Regions from separate parts of the Mus musculus genome. Here region 1 is linked to region 2. The links are chromatin contacts, called in public targeted proximity ligation maps. All regions are on one chromosome and are shown on one strand. The core of a region is the stretch at or near the end of the contact, and the rest is flanking DNA. Distances in the headings are between cores, read along the strand shown.

What was found.
Region 1: a contact with region 2 is called in a targeted proximity ligation map of pancreatic cancer cells. A contact is called at or near these places in 2 of 39 promoter capture datasets (cranial neural crest and stem cell-derived epiblast-like cells) and 1 of 130 datasets of targeted methods (pancreatic cancer cells).

The regions. Positions count from the first base shown.
Region 1 is chr19:10,038,423-10,043,487 of GRCm38.p6, forward strand. Fads3 (fatty acid desaturase 3) reads left to right here and starts at 3,126. Exons shown (of 12, transcript NM_021890.3): 1 at 3,126-3,534. The coding sequence starts at 3,310.
Region 2 is chr19:10,386,995-10,392,125 of GRCm38.p6, forward strand. It overlaps Syt7 (synaptotagmin VII), which reads left to right and starts at 2,029. Exons shown (of 12, transcript NM_001373944.1): 1 at 2,029-2,519. The coding sequence starts at 2,489.

The DNA of each region.
Region 1 (5,065 bases), core at 1,876-4,375, 350 kb before region 2:
ACCCTCCGTACTTTTTCCATGATGGCTATACCATTTTATAGTTCTACCAACAATACTCCAGGGTTCCAACTTTTCTGCCTCCTGGCCAAAATTGTTTTACTGGTTTTGGTAGTAACTATTCTAAGAGACATGAGGTATTTGCTCCCTGGACTTTGATCTGTGTCCTGAGTAGTGCTTTACAGTCTTCTCACCTTCACTGCACATTTCTGTGTGTCCTGCTCTTACCAAGGGTCTGTGTTCCACCATAGTTGCCGATAGGCTTGTCGTTGCTGGCCTAAATAGTTTCAAATAGCCTTTACATAATCCTGTGGTGCCCATGGCCTCTGCCCCTCCTTTCTCAGAAGAGTTGTACCCCGGACTAATAACCAAGCTCATGATAAGGTCTGTGACTCAAGCCAAACCCTAGAGCTCTGACTTGTGCCCCCCCCCCTTTTTTTTTTGTGCTTTTGCTGCCTGAGCTCCAGGACTGCTCTTTCTTGGTGGCTTCAGAGCTTTTTCCTAAAGCCACTGCTTGCATATCCAGCTTGTTGAGCCTCCCTGGCACTGTACAAACATATCTTGGCTCCAGGACAGTAGCTGGTGGCTCTGTAGGGGGTGGTGATTTCAAGGCATCCAACCAGAGGCCTGGGTGGAAGCTTACAACAGTAAAGAATCCAGCTGGGACAGAGGTAAGGGGCTGTATTCAAGGCATTCCAGGGGACTCTCAAACCTCAAGCTCGCCCCCTGCCCCAAAGCACTTCATTTGGCTGGCTTCCCTCTGCCTCCTACACTCGCACACCCTGGCAGTGATCCAATGGCAGCTCAGGAATGTCGAGTGATGCCTCTCCCTTTCCAAGTGGTCTGAGAGGCCTCAGCTGCCCAGCTTTGGGGATTTGGGGATGGACAATGGAGACTCAAGTTCCTCTGACTCCCTACAAGTTGCAAGTTCTCTGGGGTCAGAGATGGGGGGGGGGGGGAGAGAGAGAGAGACATCTAGAGATGACCCTAAGACCTACAGAGAACTAAAGTGGGAAGCTCTTTGTGTGGGAAGTGGAGAGAAGTTACTCATAGTTTATGCTTTATGGAAACACACATCTAGATACAGGTGGAAAGTCTACCACCTGTAGACTCCATGCTGGACTGAAATGGCCAGAGAAGGCAGCATAGTTAGGGCCTATCCTTGGTTTATCTCCCAAGTCTGCCCAGCCTCCACTTTGGTGTCCACCCCTAACTGCCTCCCATACCTGAGGCCAAGATCCCAGGGAAGGAGCCCTTGAATGGCTCTTGAGCCAGCCACATCTTACTGAGCGAGAGGTGTGAGAATGAATCAAGGCCACACCCTATGAGCATCCAAGTTTGGATACAATAGGTGTATTCCCTGGGAAGCATAGGCTTTCTCTATCCCAGTCCTCACTGTGACCATGTGGGGGCAGCAGTACCTGCCATCCTCTTTGGCCAGGGCTCCTGTATCCCCAGGTGTGAAGAAGAAAACATGTTCCAGGATTTTGAAGAGCCTTCATAGAAAGGGATTGAACAGCTCCTGTTTGTGGCAATATCTTGGGCTCGTTGGTCCTGGCTAAGCAAAGCAAGAGTTCCTCAAACTAGAGAGAACCAAGAGGCTCCTTTCTTCAAGCTCTGGTCTGCCTGTGATACACGTCATGGATTTTCCTTCTCTCTGAGTTCTGCAGCCTAAGATGGAACAGGAGTAGATTGGACATGTTCAGAAAAGAATTCTGGAAGTTTCCCAAATGTAAGACTGGACTGTGACACCCTCCTCACTCTCCATGGAGGCAGTGTGTACGTAGGCTGCCCCTGATGTCACCTCTCCTCATCTCACAGGTCCCAGGTATCTAACCAACATTCTTTAGAGTATTGCTCGCCTCTGCTTTCCTCCTTGTCCTGTGTATTTAGGCCTGTAATAGTTGCATCTGGAGTGAATGCTTTCAGCCTTTTTTAGTCTTATTGTTCCCTAAACAATGCAGTGAACAATTATTTATAGAGCATTTACATCACATTAGACATTATTAAGAATTCAGAGCTGACTTAAAGTGTATGAGGGGATATGTGAAGGTTACATGCATATACTGGTTTTTTGTAGGCAAGAAACACAGGTTGGTTTTGTTATCCACAGGGGTGCCTTAGAGGTCAGGTCACCTACAAATCCTTAGGTAGACCAAGAGGAAATGTTTGCACATTGGAAAAAATACACTTTAAGGTTCTGAAAAGATTTGCTCCCAACAAACAGGTCTGCCTCACCTTTCTGCCCTGAGTCACACTAGGGTGGTGTGCGGGAGTCTGTTTTAACTAGCCCTCAAGGAAATTCTGATGGACCTTCAAGTTTGCCAGTTGTGAAAGCTTTTAACTTTTAAGGAACTGATGTCTGTCTCAAAGAAACATCGTACAATTGGGAACGTAGTTACACTCTCAAGAGGATTTGAATTTAATAAGTCAAAAATGTGACACCATGAATGGGGAGAACTGGGAGGTGGTGACAAGCAAGCCACCCATTGCAGACTGGACCATTCTTTCATCTCCTGAACGGCAGACCTCCACGCAGCAGTGTCCTCTGCTCCTCCTCCAGTGGCCAACCTGGGCATCCCCAATCCTGCGTACAGCCAGGAGGAGAGGCCATCTGCTCCTGCAGATTGCTTTAGATGGCTTCCTCGCGTGGATATTGAGGGTTTACTGGGGGATGAGGTCCATTGTTTGGTGGCTGTTGACAGTCACCCCAAGGTAGTGTCCTCATTTCTAGCTACCTGGGATGCCTGGTTAAAGACCGGTGACGTCCCTAACTACATTTCTCAGCCTTTCAGGGCTCAGACTTGGGCTCATTTCGGGCCCCTGCGGGTGTGCCTGGGCGCAGCGGCCTGCAGGACTCCCGTGCGCGCTGGGTCCCCATCCCCCGCCTTCTCAGTTGAGCCGAGAGTCCGAGAAACTGGGGGGGGGGGGGGGCAGTGCCCCGGGGGCAGTGCCGGGCGTGGTGGCCCCAGGCCCTCGAGGGTGGGGCAAGCCCCTTCGCGACACCGCCCTCCCCGGGCAGCCAATAGATGTGGAGGCGCCGCGCCTGGATTGGAGCGAGAGCGGGACTGGCCAGCGCGGGGGCCGGGACGAGGGGCGGGCGAGGCGAGCGCTGTCAGCGCGGTTATAAGGGAGGGAAAAGTTCCCTGCGCGGAGAGCCGGGCAGGCGCACGCTCTTACGGCGGCCGCAGCGGCAGGGCGGGGCCGGTGGGGCGGGCGGAGGAAGACCCCTGATTGCCACCTCGCCTCCCTCAGTGTCTCTCTTAGACCTTGGTCACGTACCGGGGTCCGGAGGACTTGTGTACAGCGGCAATGGGCGGTGTCGGGGAGCCCGGAGGGGGACCCGGGCCGCGGGAGGGGCCCGCACCGCTGGGGGCGCCCCTACCCATCTTCCGCTGGGAGCAGATCCGCCAGCATGACCTACCAGGCGACAAGTGGCTGGTCATCGAGCGCCGTGTCTACGACATCAGCCGCTGGGCACAGCGGCACCCAGGGGGTAGCCGCCTCATCGGCCACCACGGTGCGGAGGACGCCACGGTAAGCTAACCCACAGCCGGCGGGGTGGAGCCTGGCACTAGCGGTGGAGAGGGAGACGTTGTTCATAGGCTTGGCGTCTCATTCCACCTGCGGACCTTAGCATCCTTTTTGCTCTTTCTGACCTTTGACCCCTTCCCTGGCTCCAGAGTTGAGATGGAGCCTGAGGGAAGGAGGTCTCTTTCTTTCACGGAGGATGGGCTGTTTGGGTCAGTCTGTGGAATAAATAGATCTCAGGGAAGAATGGGCCCCCAGAGGTGGGTGTGCCGTGAGGGGCAGATTCTGCCCCAGGTAAGTACCCTCACTGTTGTACTGAGGGTTTCTTTTCTGCTCTGAGTGTCACAGACTATTTTCTGGTGCTTCCAAGAGCCTGGGGCAGGGCTGGGTCCCTAGCGATAGGGACGTGCCATCAGAAACTGGGGGCTGGGCAGCAGAGCTTGGGCAGGGCCTGGAGGTCTGTGGCTTATCCAGCACTTGTGTAGACTGTTCTGAGGGCCAGTGACTCACCTCTGCTGGGCTGGCAGCTACACGTGGGAAGACTTTGCCAGGCTGGGTGGGCCTCCACGGGAAGCACAGTCACCCCAGTCACCGACTAGCCCCTGGGGACTCTGGCTTCCCATTCTCAGTCCGTGTCTAGACAAGAAGGGATGGAACTGGCCTGAAGGACTATCTGGCTAGAGCCCAGTGGTGAAGCAATTTCCCAGACCCTTCCTCCTTCAGTCCCACTCCATGGACAAAGGTTGAGGCCATGGTGCTCTGCCCTCGACTATCCAAAATTGTAGGTTAGTCACATTGGGTACCCGGAAGGTCTTTAAGACTGGAGGGAATGATTCTCTAGTGGAAGAACTTGGTGGCAGCAGAGGAGGTTCTCTGTGTCCCAGGACTGTCATTGTCCCTCTCCTCCCGGATTCACTCCAGGCAACTGAGAGGGATAAGAATGAGACAATTCCTGAAAATCATCAACCTGTGGGCCAGTGTGTGTGTGTGTGTGTGTGTGTGTGTGTGTGTGTGTGAGCCTTCCTTCTTTCTACCAGAGCATGATGGGCATGAGGTGCCACAGCCCCTCCCACTGAGCCCTGGCAGTCCTGTGAGGATCGTGTTGTAGCGTAGGACAGAATGCTGGGCAGGAGAGGAGGACAACAGAGAGCACTGACTGCTTTTTCTTGCTCAGGGCCAGCCAGGAGGCCCCTCCTACATGGGATTTCTAACTTTATATTTAGCTCAGTGCCCCGAGACCTCCATCTAATGGTTTTGCTCCAGCCACCATTTTGATTCACAGCCAGTAAGGTCTGTAAAGAAAACATCACTCTACATCTTGTAGTAGGGTTCTAGCTCTGCCATTGAAGGCACTCAGAGGTAATTCCTCTGAACCTTAGCTTTGTCATTGGACGGGTGGGGAGAGCTAGGCTATATAGCAAGCCAGCCAAGGGCAAGACCACACCTTCTCCACCATGCTGCTGTGTTGTAGATGTTTGTTCAGTAGCTGCTCTTTAGACTATATGTATGCAGACTGGAGAGTGCAGTGGGACAGTCA
Region 2 (5,131 bases), core at 779-3,278:
TTGATTTTTTTTTTTTAAGAGACACTGCAAGTCCTGGGATGGGAGCAAATGGAAAGGTCTACCCATGGATCTCAGACTGGCATGCAAAATGCTGGGATTTAAACCAAGAATTTCTCCATATCCTCTAAGCAGCTTCCGTGGCTGCATTGGGCTCCCGGGATCTCTTCTAGGGGCTTGATTTTCACCATTTGTCACCTGAGGAGGTGGCTTGTGTCATCTCTCTGATGTCCTCTTCATCGGCTCTGAGAAACTGGGAGCTTCTAGCTGCCCGGCAAAAGACCTGTCAGGTTGCAATGGCAAGGGAGTATGCTGCCCCCCCCCTCAGGGTGGGAGGGATCTGGAGTAGGATGGTTCCTGCAGAAGGGCCCTTTCTGCATACCACTGATGGTGCCCTGTAGATGAGGCACTCTTGCCCTGAGAGAGGCGGCTGGATTTAGGAGGAGGGATGAATGAAAACTGGAGACCCTAGAGCCCCAGCTTGGCTTCCTAGAGTTTGCTAGGCCCCCCAAACAGGCTGTGGCTAGCTCCTGAATTCTTGGGTGCATGATGAATGGGGGACAGAGCAGTCCTTGATCACAGAGTGAGGGCTGAGATTTCTGGCCACTGGGGAAATACAGACCCAACTGTCCACGTGCCTTTTCCCCACTTCCGTTTTATTAGACTCTTCAATCCCAGGAAGTATGTTCTTCACCAGAACCGTCTTAGAGAAGTTTTGCTGGGGAATTTTCCTTATCTATTTCTCAACCGGAAAAGCTGTGGGTGGAGGTGAATATGTGTGTGTGTGTGTGTGTTTCTATGTGAGTTCCAAGAAATGGTGTGTGTGTTTTGTATGTGTGTGTGCACGAGCACAATGAGCGACTTTTGGAACAAAGGTTCATCCCCATGGGTGCTGGCTGCCTGTACTGTGTGGGAGGTGGAGGTATGGCAGGGCACGAGCCATACACACAGTATAAAGCCAGATAGGTGGCTTTTGAGGAGCAGAAACCTTCAATGTTGAAAAGCCTGGTTCACTTGTGAACTGCATGGAAGGAGGAATGCTGACATTTGTAACCCAAAGATTGTGCTGTCTTAGCCATTCAACCTTTTCAGTATAGGGTATGGCAAGACATGCACCGTAGGAGGGGTCTATTGCTTTTCATGACCTAGGTAGTTTGTATGCTTGAGAGTGTTGGGGGCAGGGAAGTGAGTACCTGTGTAGACGTGTGCAAGGCGGCATGGTATTTTATCCCCATGTTTCAGTCGTGGGTCTTAAAAGTCTCCTCCCTGCCCCAGAATCAAACAATCTCTATTGTGTAGAGAAAAACAGAGTCTTTCCTATTTGGACAATGTTGAAAAGATACAGGGGCAGAGAGCACACCAAGATATTCTCAAGGTTGACAGGAGAAGGGGGGTTTTCGTTCTTATCAAGGGTGCCCTGGGTCAAGGGAAAGGACCGGAAGAATGGGGTCGGAAAAGGAATGAATAGGGGCTAAACGGTTGCTTTCTTCTCTCTTGGAGCTGGAATAAGTGGGAAGGTTCTTGATACTTAGTACCCCACGGAAGATGGAGATTCTAGTCCTATTCGTTCCTGCAGCTGGCCAGCTCTAGGAAAGACAAGCCCGTCAGACCGAGGCCCAGCGCTGGCAACATACTCCACTCCTGGTTTTGATACCCACCAACCCTTCTTCTCTGGCCCTCCGCTGTTCCTTGTCCCGAGCTAACGCCCTCGAGTAGCCACCGAGCGGAAAATCTGGGGTGGATCTCCACGCCTTTCGGAGCGGAGTCAGAGGGCACCTCGGAGGAGGTGGCCAGCTGGGCGACCCTGTGGCGTGAGACACCACCGCCACCCGTGGTGCACGGGCCGAATGGATCGCGTCTTCCGTAAACTAGACGAGCATAGCGGTGGAGCTCTGCCGTCCTTCCAGGCGGGGCCCAGTGAGCGCCTGGGGTGCGCGGGGCGGCGGCCGTGCCCTCGGGGCGGCTCCGGGCGGCGGCGGCCAGTCTAGGGCTGCAGTGCAGCGCGCGGCCGACAGTGGGCGCAGCAGCGGCAGTGGCCGTGGCGCTCCACGGCGGGCGGGCGGCGCCGGCGGTGCCCCGGGCGCGCACACACTCTCTCGCTCTCTCTCTCACACACACATACACACACACATACACACACACTCACTCACTCACACACGCACGCACACACATACATACACACATACACACACACACACACATCGCCTCGTACACACTCACACACGCTCCGGCGCGCACACGCGGCGCGCAGGCCAGAGGGAGGAGGCTCCGCGCGGCTCGGCGGCGGCGGCAGCGTGCTCCGCGGGCGGCCCGGAGGGCTGGCGGGCGGCCCCCGCTCCCCGGCTCCGCGGCTCGGTGCAGCCCGCGCGGCCCCCGCCCTCGGACCCGCCCCCGGGGGTCGCCCGGCCCCATGCCCTGCAGCGGCGGCAGAGAAGCGCGCGGCCGCAGGCGGCTCTGAGGAGCCCGGAGGGAGCCGGCGACGAAGGGGACCATGTACCGGGACCCGGAGGCGGCCAGCCCAGGTAAGCGCGGCCCCGCGAGGGCTGGGGCACCCCGCACGGGCTGGGGCGCCCCGCACCGGCGGGTAGGACGGCTGCAGCGCCTGGGCGCCGTCTCGGAGCCCCAGCCTGGGGCTGCTGTCGGCTGGAGCCGCACGAATTGCACCCCTTTCTACCAGGGTCATCCGTGCCCCGGGGGCGTGGGTTCTAGTGGCAGAGACTCTTATTCAAACCCCGCAGTCGGGACATTGATAGGCTGGATGCCCGGGGCCGACTTCGCAGTGTCCCCACAAAGACCTCCCCCCCCACCCCCAGCAGCCCAAGGACAACGTGTGTGGCGGAGCGAGGAGCTGCTGTCCCCGTGGGAGCCGGGCAGTGCCCTCAGAGGTACCCCCTGCTCCCCAGCACCAGTGCCCCGGGGATGTCAGTGTTGGGGGACCTCAGGGCAAAGAAGATCCTGGCAGCTTTGGGCCAAGATGTGGGCACAGAGGAGCGGAGTGTCATCTGCGGTGCCAACTGTGAATTGAGAGGGCTCCAGGGGGCAAGTGGGAATCTGGTGCAGCGGCGGGGGATAGAGGCTTCTGGGAGGTGGGGAACCGCAGGAGCGGTGAAGGGGGAGGCAGGGGTACCTGAAGAGAAAGCGCAGCAGTGGATGACAATGGGGGCGGCGGGCAGTGTTCTCCTAAGCTTGGGGAGGGGGGACGCAAAGAATACCAAACTCACTCCAGTCCTACCAGGGAAGGGGGGAAGGGGGCCGCACCCCTTTGCCTTTCTGAAAGGGAGTGGCCTGCGAGCCCACTGTCGGCTTAGCTTCCATCTAGCATCCTTGGAGCCTAAGCCAGGAATCTCTCCTTCTTCCTCTGGAGATTGCTCTGCCATTTCCTCCTTGGCTCCTGCCGCCTCCCCCACGCAGTGCCCACCTGTAGACAGGTCTCCTTCAGCTCCTGTCCAGGCTCAGTTCCAGCTCCCACCTGGGATACTTCTCTAAACCCAGCAGGACCCCCCTACCCCCACTCCTGCTAGTTCACGCCTCCTGCCCTCCGGGGTCTGTTTCTGGGCTGCTCTCCAAGGCTAAAAGCTCCAGCCTAAGACCTACTCCTACAAGAGTCTCTGGGTTTCCCCTACAAGGGTCTCTGGGGGAGGCAGGTGCTGTGAAGAAGGCCAAGTCGAAACCCTCCACAGTAGGGGACTCAAGTCCTTGAAGCTCTGCACAGGAAGCTTTCGGACACTGGCTTTGCCCATTTATGCCCAATCCACACTTGCTGTCTTCTTCCCAGGGGCAGTCCAAGTCCACTGAGGTTGACCTCCTGGGGGCCAGACACTGTATTCAGTCAGCACTGGGCTCTGAGACTCAGTCTCCTCTGGAGCTTCACGCCCTTCTCTAAATGTCCTCTAGGTGTGGGCTGAAGGGACATTACCTTTGAGGGGCCTTTTCATCTGAACAGGTCACCTAGCCTGACATTTCTCCCTAGGGAGAACTAGGGGCATCCTCTTGCTTGCTTCTTGTCAGTTGAGTTCAAAGCCCAGCTCAGGAGTGGGGGGGGGGGGTGCAGTGGGGACGGTCTCCATTGCGACTAGGTCACCGGCCCTGGGCCATGCCCTCACCCACCCACTGCTCTCCTTCTAATACTTTGGCATCATGATGTACTATTCCTCCAAGCACCTCTGCCGTCTCCACAGAGACCAACTTGATGTGCTCAGCATCTTTCGGGCAAAGGGCCTGGATTCCGTAGCTGCTTCTGACAGGCTTTCAGCCCCCTGGACCTTCCCTTTCTTGCTTGCCCATCTTGTCCCTTGAAACTGCAGGGCCCACCCATGCTTGTGGTGAGAGTGTTTCTGACTGTGAAGGAAGCTGGTGAGGTTTTTTTTTCTCTCTGGTGTGGGCATTGGACTGGTGGAACCAAAAATAGGTTGGATCGGGTAGGGTATGTTTGAATCCCGATCCTCTGGCATCTCTGGGGCCTTCTGTGCCCCTTAGTATAACCATCCACTCCTTAGAATCCCTGTAGTTCCATGTCAGAATCCCATTCCTAGCAACTTACTCGAGGTCTCCCAGACTCTGCTGTCCCTATGTCCCCCTCCCTTTTGCCTGGCACCAGGTAGGAGTGAGATATGCAAATTAATTCCCAGTGAGACTCAGACCAGTCCCTCATCTCCCCTCTGGTCCCACAGGAACCAGTACCTCTTACAGCCTGATCTCTTCATCCCCTCTCAGGAACACCTGTGGCCCATTATTGCTTCATTACAAAAAAGAAAACAAGAAAAAAGAAGATATCCTCTTCTGCTCCTTATGCCCTGAACCAGTGCCAGAGGGCTCTCTCTCTCCCCTCACTCCCTCTGCAGGTCCCCATTGGGCTCATCCTAAGACCAAGACTTTACCTGACAGCTGCTATTCTCTCTCCACCTGATCCCTGGCCCCTAGGCGTTGTTACTCCTGTTATTATAAAGAAGAGGTGGTGGAAGAGAACAGGAGCCAGGTGGAGAATGAAGACCTGGTCTTTCCCATATACACCCATGAGCTCCTGCTCCAGGCTGCCCAGCCTCCCACCCTCTACCTGCAGCCTCCTCTATCCTCTCCCTCCCAACCTTCATCTTCTGCATCCCAACGCTGGCCTGGTCTGCCTCCTTTAGTCTCT